Regions from separate parts of the Mus musculus genome. Here region 2 is linked to region 1. The links are chromatin contacts, called in public promoter capture Hi-C maps. All regions are on one chromosome and are shown on one strand. The core of a region is the stretch at or near the end of the contact, and the rest is flanking DNA. Distances in the headings are between cores, read along the strand shown. Region 1 holds the start of Ccdc69 (coiled-coil domain containing 69). Region 2 holds the start of Igtp (interferon gamma induced GTPase).

Region 1 (4,393 bases), core at 502-3,001:
TACAGCTCAACCTGGTCCCCAGGACCTTCCTGGCACAGAACAGGAAGTGAAAATATTTAGGGAGTGTCATTATTGTGGTCTGACTCTTGTGACCTCCTGAACCTCTATTCTAGAGTTCTATCTCCCAGGGGTATTGGCAGACTGTGTAGATATACCGGGTGCTCACGACTTGACACCCGCATTGGAAATTAAGCAAAAAGCACCAACCAGGAGGGTTAGGAACAGGTGGGAACTTAGCCAAAAAGCAGCCCACTATCCAGCTCACAGGCACCGTGAGCAAAAGAACCCAACGAAGCTGCACAGGCCCAAGGCAGACATGGAGGCCCTTTGAGGCAGCAAAGGTGAAGGGCTTTGCAGTTATCAAGAAGCCCTTAGAAGCCAGGTATGGTAGCCCAGGCCTATAATTTCAACATTAGGGAGGCTAAGTAAAATTGAAAGTTTGGGGCCAATCTAGGCTACATATTGAGAGCTTGTCTAAAAAATCTGAACAAAAACATCCAGCCTGCTGTGGTGGGGAGGCTGGTAATCCCAGCATTGGAGAGGCAGGTGAATTAGCAGTGCAAGGCCAGCTTTGGCTACACATTAAGTTTAGGACAGCCTGGGCTACACCAGACCCTGTCTCCAAAAGTGGGGATGGGGAGAAAAATAAAACAATGAAAAGTTAGTCCAAGTGCAGGGGAGGGTTCAGAGAACACACACACACACACACACACACACACACACACATTGACAAAGTTAGGGGTAGATAAACAGAGGTAACAGGAAGACTAATGAGCTGAAGTTCCTTGCAAAATTAATCATTTTCACAGTGGGGACTGATGAAGTTCACGGGCTGTCCATCCCCACAAGGGGTGGAGAGACTGGCAGACAGGAAAAAACGACTAGGACTCTAGAGTGCCTGTTTCCTTCTCTGGGCCCCCGGCTGTCCTCAGTGGATTTGGCCCTGAATCTAGGCTCTGACCTCCTGACGTTTCTCAGACCTCAAGGGGCAGAAACCTGAGTCAGTCTCTTGGGCTCTAACCCAGCTTCAGGGCTCTGGGGCGGGAGGGACAGGAAGGAGGAGAGAGCTGCAGGAGACTACAAATCAACTCCCACTTTGGCTCCTCCCAGCTACCCTAAGGGCAGCCCACGCACCGCTCAGTTCCCGCAGGAAGCCCTGACCCGCTTCCTAGGCTCTAAAGGGTGCAGTGATCCCAGGCGAAACTCGTTAAGAGGCAGCCTGTGTCTAGCAGCCCTTGGGCAGACCAGGGAGTTGAGGTTTCCAACAGGTCTCAGGTGATGCTGGTGCTGTCCGGCTGTGGACCTATCAGAGATTGCCGGCCTTAGACCTTAGCTCAAGGCGCAGAGAGGTTAAGAACTCTGTCCTCTACTACACAGTGACAGCCCCACACTGAAGGCCACCTGCCACGGACACACCAGTCACCTCCCCGCGGGGACAGCAGGGTCAGCTGCAGTTTGTCTGGGACTGAGTGTGTTAACTCGGCTTCTGATTGCCGGGTCGGGCGGAGACAGAGCACCCCCACCCCCGCACCCCAATCTCCATGACTGCCCCCCCCACTGCTGTCCATCTGGTGTCCTCTGCTGTCCCTCTGAGCGCCCCCCAAGCAGACCTCCGTGTGCGGGCTCCCGGTACCTTCTCTGCGCGCTTGCCGCGGCTGTGCCGGCTTTGCCTGCAGCCCATCCTGCTTCGCGCGTCCCGCTGGCTGTGACTCTCAACCGCCCGGAGCTGCAGCCGCGCCGGCTGCGCGCCTTAAATGCCGGAAGAGCAGGGCCTGCGCGGGGCCCCGGCCGAGCCGGGGCCGGGCCAGGGCAGGTGCCAGCGGCGCTCCACGCCAGAAGTACCTGAGGCCGGGGCAGGAGAGATCCCCAGGAGCCACAGATGGTTCTCAGGACCCTCTGATGAGAAAGAGCTGAGAGGGAAAAGAACGAAAACAATTAAACCAGGCGTTGTGGCACACGTCTGTAATCCCAGTTCTGAGGAGGTGGAGGCAGGAGGATCACAAGTTCGAGGACAGTCTGATATATATAGGGGGTTTAAGACCAGGCAGGGCTACATGATAACCTGTCATACAAAGGGAACGGGGTTGGAGAGAGATCTTAGCAGTTAAGAGTATTTTTCTGCCCTTCCAGGGAACTATGGTTCAACTCCAGACACCCACATCGGGTGGCTCAAAGATGCCTGTCCGGCTCCAGCACATGGGCCTTTTAACCTCTGAAGGCACTGAGGGTGAGTGCCTATAGACCCAGCACTTAGGAGGCTGAGGCTGGAGTTTCAGGAAGAGGCTACAGAGTAAGTAAGAGCTTATCTCAAAAACAAAACTAACCAAGCAAGCAACCAAAAGAACAAGCCAGCTGCAGGCTCAGTGGGAAAGGCAGTTGCCTGTGATGCCGACTTGAGCTCCATCCCCAGGCCCCACTTGGTGGAAGGAGAAAAGGAACATGCATGCCAAGGCTCACACACTGCATTACCCATTCATAACTAAATCTACATTTCCTGAGCTGAAAAGGCCAATCAATTTGCAGTTCCAGGAGCCTGAGGCAAAAGGACAACCACAAGTTGGAGGTCAGTCTAGGCTACAGAGTGAGCCCTTGTCTCAAAAGAAAATGAATTAAAATTATCTCAGTGAGTAAAGGTGCTTGCTACTAAGCTGATGACCTAAATTCAATTCCCAGGAAAAAGAGAGCCAACTCCTGAAATTTGTCCTCTGATCTCCATATGTAGGCCATGTGCACACATGTGTGCACACACACTCACTCTCCCCTCTTCAATAAACAAATGAATAAATGAAATAAAAGTATACTTCAGAGAGGGACAATGCTGGTAGCAAGGCCCAGAGCCCAGGTCAAATGCTCCCCCAAACCTGGCTTTTGTAACACCCCTGCAAATAAATGACACCCACTTTCATTGTAAGCTTTCCACAAGGCTGGGCCAATAGCTTTCCCCAGCTCACAAGATCTGTGTGACATAGTCTTCTCTCCTCAGGACAGACACTGCAAGCTTGCCAGATGCAGTGGGAATGGGGACAATAGGGTCAGAATCTAGGACAAGAGACTCCTTTCTATCTTCTTGGAGTGCTCACTGGGAGCTGCACGTGGGAAGGCGATAACAGCTTTGAAAGTCAGCGCTCCAGAGTACTGGGCACAGGTTAGAAAATCCGTGTCAGGGTCACAAACTCTCTGAAAGTTGTATTGAAGAAAGAGACCCAGTGCAATGAATAACACATTCAAGGCAATGACCCTCCAAAGAGCAGAAAACAATATTGAGCTGGGCATGAGGGCTTATATTTGTAGTTCAAACAGCAAGAAAGCTGAAGCAGGGGGTCACTGTGAGTTCCAGGCAAGCCTGGACTACATAATGAAACCCTGTGTCTTAGTCACTGTTTTATTGTTATGAAGAGGCACTATGAGTAAGGCAACTCTTAAAAACAGAAAGCATTTAACTGGGGGGTGGGGTGGGGTGGGCTTCTTACAGTTTCAGGAGCTTAGTCCATTATCATGGCAGGGAGCATTTAAAGGCACTGGAGCGATAGCTGAGAGTGTTACATCCTGATGGACAGATGGGGCGGGGAACAGGGCTGGACATGGGCTTTTGAAATCTCAAAACACTCCCCCAATGACACACCTCCTCCACAAGGCCACACCTCCTAATCCTTCCTAAACAGTTCCACCAACTGAAACCAAACATTCAAATCTTTGAACCTATGGGGCCATTCTCATTCAAACCACCACAGAAATGCTTAGTAAGGCAGCCAAAGTGTGGGGCAGGTGAGAAGGCTCAGTGGATTAAAAGGGTTCACTACTCAATTCAATCCCCAGAACCCACATGATGGAAGGAGAGAAGTGACCTTCCCCTGCAAGCTGTCCTCTGACCCACACATATATGCCATGGTGCAGAACATCCTGGGGACTGATCTTCCTCACCATGCTTTTTTTGGTTTTCTATTTATTTAAAAACATTTTTTCAGCCGGGCATGGTGGCACACACCTTTAATCCCAGCACTTGGGAGGCAGAGGCAGGCAGATTTCTGAGTTCCAGGCCAGCCTGGACTACAAAGTGAGTTCCAGGACAGCCAGGGCTATACAGAGAAACCCTGTCTTGAAAAACCAATAAACAAATAAATAAATAATAAAAATATTTCAGATGTCTGTTTTATGTGTATGGGTGCTTTACCTGCATGTGTGTATATGATGTACTGTCTGTGTGCCTGGTACCTGGGAAGGTCAGAAGAGGACATCAGGTCCCCTGGAACTGGAGATAACAGTCGTGAGCCACATATGAATGCTGAGAACTGAGCCCAGGGCCTTGGTTGGAGCAGCAAGTGCTCTTACCTGCTGAGCCACCTCTCAGGCATCTTCCTTTCTTTCTACTAAAAAGCATTATAATTGTCACCAT
Region 2 (4,393 bases), core at 752-3,251, 3.1 Mb after region 1:
TCCTTCCTTCCTTCCTTCCTTCCTTCCTTCCTTCCTTCCTTTCTCCCTCCCTCCCCCCCTCTCTCACTCTCTCTTTCCTTCCTTTGTTTTTGAAACAGGGTTTCCTTGTGTAGCTCTAGCTGTCCTGGAACTTGATCTGTAGACCAGGCTGACCTCGAACTCAAGAGATCCTCCTGCCTCTGCCTCCTGAGTGCCTGGTTTGTTTAGATTCTTACGAAACTGACATCTCCCTGTAGCCCAGCAGGGACAGGAGTCTGCTTCTTGTTCTTGCTCTGGTGACAGTCGGGAAGCAGAGGCCAGCTATAAAGGCAAAGGGTAGAAAAGAATACAGGTGGATAGTGGCAATCCTGCTGATGTCCCCTGATGTGGCGAATGTTCCTCACACAGGAGAGATCGTTGGGAAGTTCGCATGCACAGCAGTCACCTTTGGGTCTCAGGGACAGAGACAGCCTGGTCCTAGGGGTCTGTTATACCTTCTTTGTAAATCATCACCTGTGTATGCACACACATATGGAGGCTACAGGACAACTTTGTCTGTCTTTCCTCAGAGGTTCTCCACCTTGTTTATTGACACAAAGTCTCTCACTGTAACTGGGGCTTACCAAATAGTCTAGGCTGGCTGGCCATCAGCCTATCTCCGTACTGGAGTTACTAGTACATATCACCACGTCTAACTTTTGACATGGGATCTGGAGGATTGAACTCAGGTCCCTGTGTGTGCACTGTAAGCACCTTACTGACTTCATCTCCCCAGCCTGTCAATCATCTATTGACCAAGTTCATCGATCAGGAACACTCCTGTGCAAGGGCATCTTGCAGAGTGCTGCCTGCTGTCATTTTCTGAGCGAGAGAAGTCACAGGTGGCAGAGACACTTAAAAATGAGATGACTTAGCAGGTAAAAGCACTGACTGCTCTTCCGAAGGTCCTGAATTCAAATCCCAGCAACCACATGGTGGCTCACAACCATCTGTATTAAGATCTGATGCCCAGGCCGGGAGAGGTGGCCACGCCTTTAATCCCAGCACTTGGGAGGCAGAGGCAGGCGAATTTCTGAGCTCAAGGCCAGCCTGGTCTACAGAGTGAGTTCCAAGACAGTCAGAGCTATACAGAGAAATGTCCTGTAACTCCGGTTGCACGGGTTCCAACTCTCTGCTCCGACCTCCGAGGCTCATGCACATGCACACCTATTGAAGGGAGGGATGGGGGAGGGAGGGAGTCAGGATGTTAGGGACAGTGAGTGAAAATGAAAGACCAGGTCAGTAAATGGCCTGGGGTGGGGGGAGCCCTGGGGGCATGGACTGTGCAAATGAGCACACACTTCCCATCAGCCACTTACCCTGCTAAGCAATTACACAGGGAAACTAGCCCATTCCCCTCTACCTGGGCACTCAGTGGTCCAGGGCATCACTGTACACAAAAAAAAAAGGAGAGGGGGAGGGGGAGAGGGGGGAGGGGGAGGGGGGAGGGGGAGGGGGGGAGAGTGTTTATTTTTATTTTTTGGTTTTTGTTTTGCTTTGTTTTAAATATTTTTCCTGAACTCAAGAGAAACCGGTGGGCAGAAGGAGACCACTTAAAGGTGGCATATTCTGCCGCATACTTTGATCCTGGGGAGACGACAGAATTGGAACAGGGCAGAGTAGGTGGAATTTCTGCCCCTGAGCTGAGTGGGCGGGAAGGAGCGAGTAGACAATGAGAAGCGACAGAAGCCCCAAGGAGCAGCAATGAAGGGCGAGTAGTTCTCCAAGGACCAAGTTCGCTGGGTCTCAACATGGTGCCATCATTAAGAGGGGCTCCGGAAAGGAGGTAGCAGGGTCAGACAAGGCAGCTCTGACCGAAGTCTGAATGGCAGGCTTCACGGGCAGACTTCTGACCTCTATACCTGGAATCTGGCCCAGTTACCCCTCTCTTTGAAGAAGAACGTGGCCTCTGAGTGCTAACTCCCGAAAACTAGCCATTTCTAGGAACTGAAACTGAAAGCTGTTCGGGCATCAGGCCCCGCCCCTTGGGGAGGAGGCAGGCAGGGCTCACGCCTAGAAGTTGGGGACTTACATCTGGGCCAACATAGATAGAGCAGGGTCTGAGAGGAAACCTAGGAGCTCAGGCTGCCCTTCAGCTGCTCCTGCCTCTTCTAATCGCTCTTCCCCACAGGACCCTGCCCCACCACACTTCTCTCTCTCCTGACCGTCCTGAGCCTGGATTGCAGCTTTGTAAGGCTTCTGAGCAGGTAGGTGAGGGGCTCCTGCTTGGCCTATAAACCTGCTCAGGGCAGGGGAGTCTGGGGTCAGGTGTTCCTCTGGGGCACCCTGTGCAGCAGGCACCCTCCTGCACTGTCTTCAGGATCGGAGTGCATGGTGTCTGGCTGAATCAAGTCCTTCCAATTCACCAGAGAGAAGCAGTGTGCTTCTTTTTTTACCTGGGTATCCCTGGGTTTGTGGGTCTTCTGAGGGAGCCTAGTTAAGAGAAAACAGGTGGGATTTTACTCAAATTCTCTTGGCCACTACTTCGATGACCCCTCAGGGGCCAGAGTCCAGGATCAGAACAGCCCACAGGTAATATTGGAACATTCTGGAATTGTGTAATGTGCATCTGTTCTCCATGTGCGACACGCAGGGGCTAGAACTCTGGCTTGGAAGGCTGGGTTCATAAGGAAACTTTTTGTCTAACTCTGTTGGGCATTATCTATCTGCCTTGGAGACGCTGGTTCTTCATCTGCCAGCATTTAATTTAATCTTTTGGAAGAGAGTATAACAAAATGCAACCCGACGGAACATAGTAACATAGGCAACCAATGGGCTGCCACTTCCACTGTGTATGTGACCTTTTTTGTGCAGGTGTGTGTGAGACTATTGCATTTGTGTGTGGGCCCGAGTGTCTGCTTGCCAGTGTGTATGTGTGTATAATCCAGAGGCTGACATTAGGGTGTCTTCCTCAGTCACTCTCCAATTTATTTCATTTTATTGAAATAGAATCTCTCAGTGAACCTCTTGGCTAGACTGACTGGCTGGCCAGCAAGCCCTCTGGGATCCTCCTCTGGACCTCCACCTCTCCAGCTAGGGTATTTTAGGCATGAGTATTGAAACTGGCTTTTATGTGGATGCCAGGGGTTCAAACTCCTGCTTGTGAGGCCAGTGCTTTCTTCATTGAGGCATCTCTTTCCCCCCCTTTCCCCAGAGTATTTAGAGAGATCTGGATCTTTATGGAGAATTGTAGTCAGCTTTAGATCAACCAGAAGCGTGACCAGGAACTGCTTTGTATAATTCAAGATGTCTTTCTTCTCTCCTTTCTTCCTTTCTTTTCTTTTTTCTTTCCTTGTCTTTCTTTTTGTTGGTTTTTTTTTTTTCTTGAACAGTCCACGGGGGCTTTTTATTTATGTTTTACACCTCTATAAAAAGGTGGCACACGCCTTTAATTCCAGCACTTGGGAGGCAGAGGCAGGCGGATTTCTGAGTTCGAGGACAGCCAGGGCTACACAGAGAAACCCTGTCTCGAAAAACCAAAAAAAAAAAAAAAAAAAAAAAAGAATCCCGGGATTTCCCCCCTCTGTGTGTTTTCGTCTTGCTTCTTCATGGTCCAGTACGGTGAAGCCACACTGACAGGTGGGAGCAGGTCCGCACTTGTTCAGCCTGCCTTTGGGGCCCACAGTAGTCCCCAGCTCTGAGATCATCAATGATTTAAAATTCGCCAATGTAGCTTTGCTTCATCATCTCAGTTAGGACCTGAGCGATGCCTTGGCCCACGGCCCGACGAGTGCCTGGCATTTGCCTCTCTTCTCAGCTGTTCTTGAGAGCACCCGCCGGGGCATGCACACCACAAGCAAGCTCACGGAGAGATGGCAGAAAGAGCTCCTTGTGGTTTCTGACAATACATTTTCCTCATCTGTCATCAGTTGTTGTAAAATCGTTTTTCTAACAGGTTCTGAAGGAGAGTAAAGAGTGCAAGGCCTAGAGCAGACCCACAGAGTTCAGGCCCACAGACATAGACCTTCATACTCCATAAAGTTGAAGAGAGAAGAAAGAAGCCGAGGACCACCGGCCCAGCCATTTTAGCTGAGACTCCAGAGCGTTCACTCAGACAGCGGAGAGCTGTGGAGAGAGAGAGAGAGAGAGCAGGGCACACACGTCCCATGGATTTAGTCACAAAGTTGCCACAAAATATCTGGAAGGTGAGTAGCATGGCTTGCCTGATGTACCGATGAGAAAACTGAGACTTCAGAAACTGGTTGGGCTGGCAGGGAGTTGGATGAGGCTTCAAACACAGGTTGGGGCTCTTGGCTGAACTCCTCCGTTCTGAGCTTATGTCCAGGCCCAGCCACTGTGTGAGTGGCTGCAGACAGTGCTCTGGGGGGAGAGATGAACTCACTTCAGGAAGGGAACAAAGGGAGGAAACATCCCA

The links. Promoter capture Hi-C pulls out the DNA fragments that hold promoters and counts their contacts.
Region 2: a promoter capture Hi-C map of second pharyngeal arch cranial neural crest shows a contact between it and region 1. The contact joins the promoter of Igtp here to the promoter of Ccdc69 in region 1. A contact is called at or near these places in 1 of 39 promoter capture datasets (second pharyngeal arch cranial neural crest) and 1 of 484 Hi-C or Micro-C datasets (B cells).

What each region holds. Positions count from the first base shown.
Region 1 is chr11:55,076,380-55,080,772 of GRCm38.p6, forward strand. It overlaps Ccdc69 (coiled-coil domain containing 69), which reads right to left and starts at 1,752. Exons shown (of 7, transcript NM_177471.4): 1 at 1,634-1,752. The coding sequence starts at 1,681.
Region 2 is chr11:58,197,555-58,201,947 of GRCm38.p6, forward strand. Igtp (interferon gamma induced GTPase) reads left to right here and starts at 2,002. Exons shown (of 3, transcript NM_018738.4): 1 at 2,002-2,225; 2 at 3,914-4,163. The coding sequence starts at 4,125.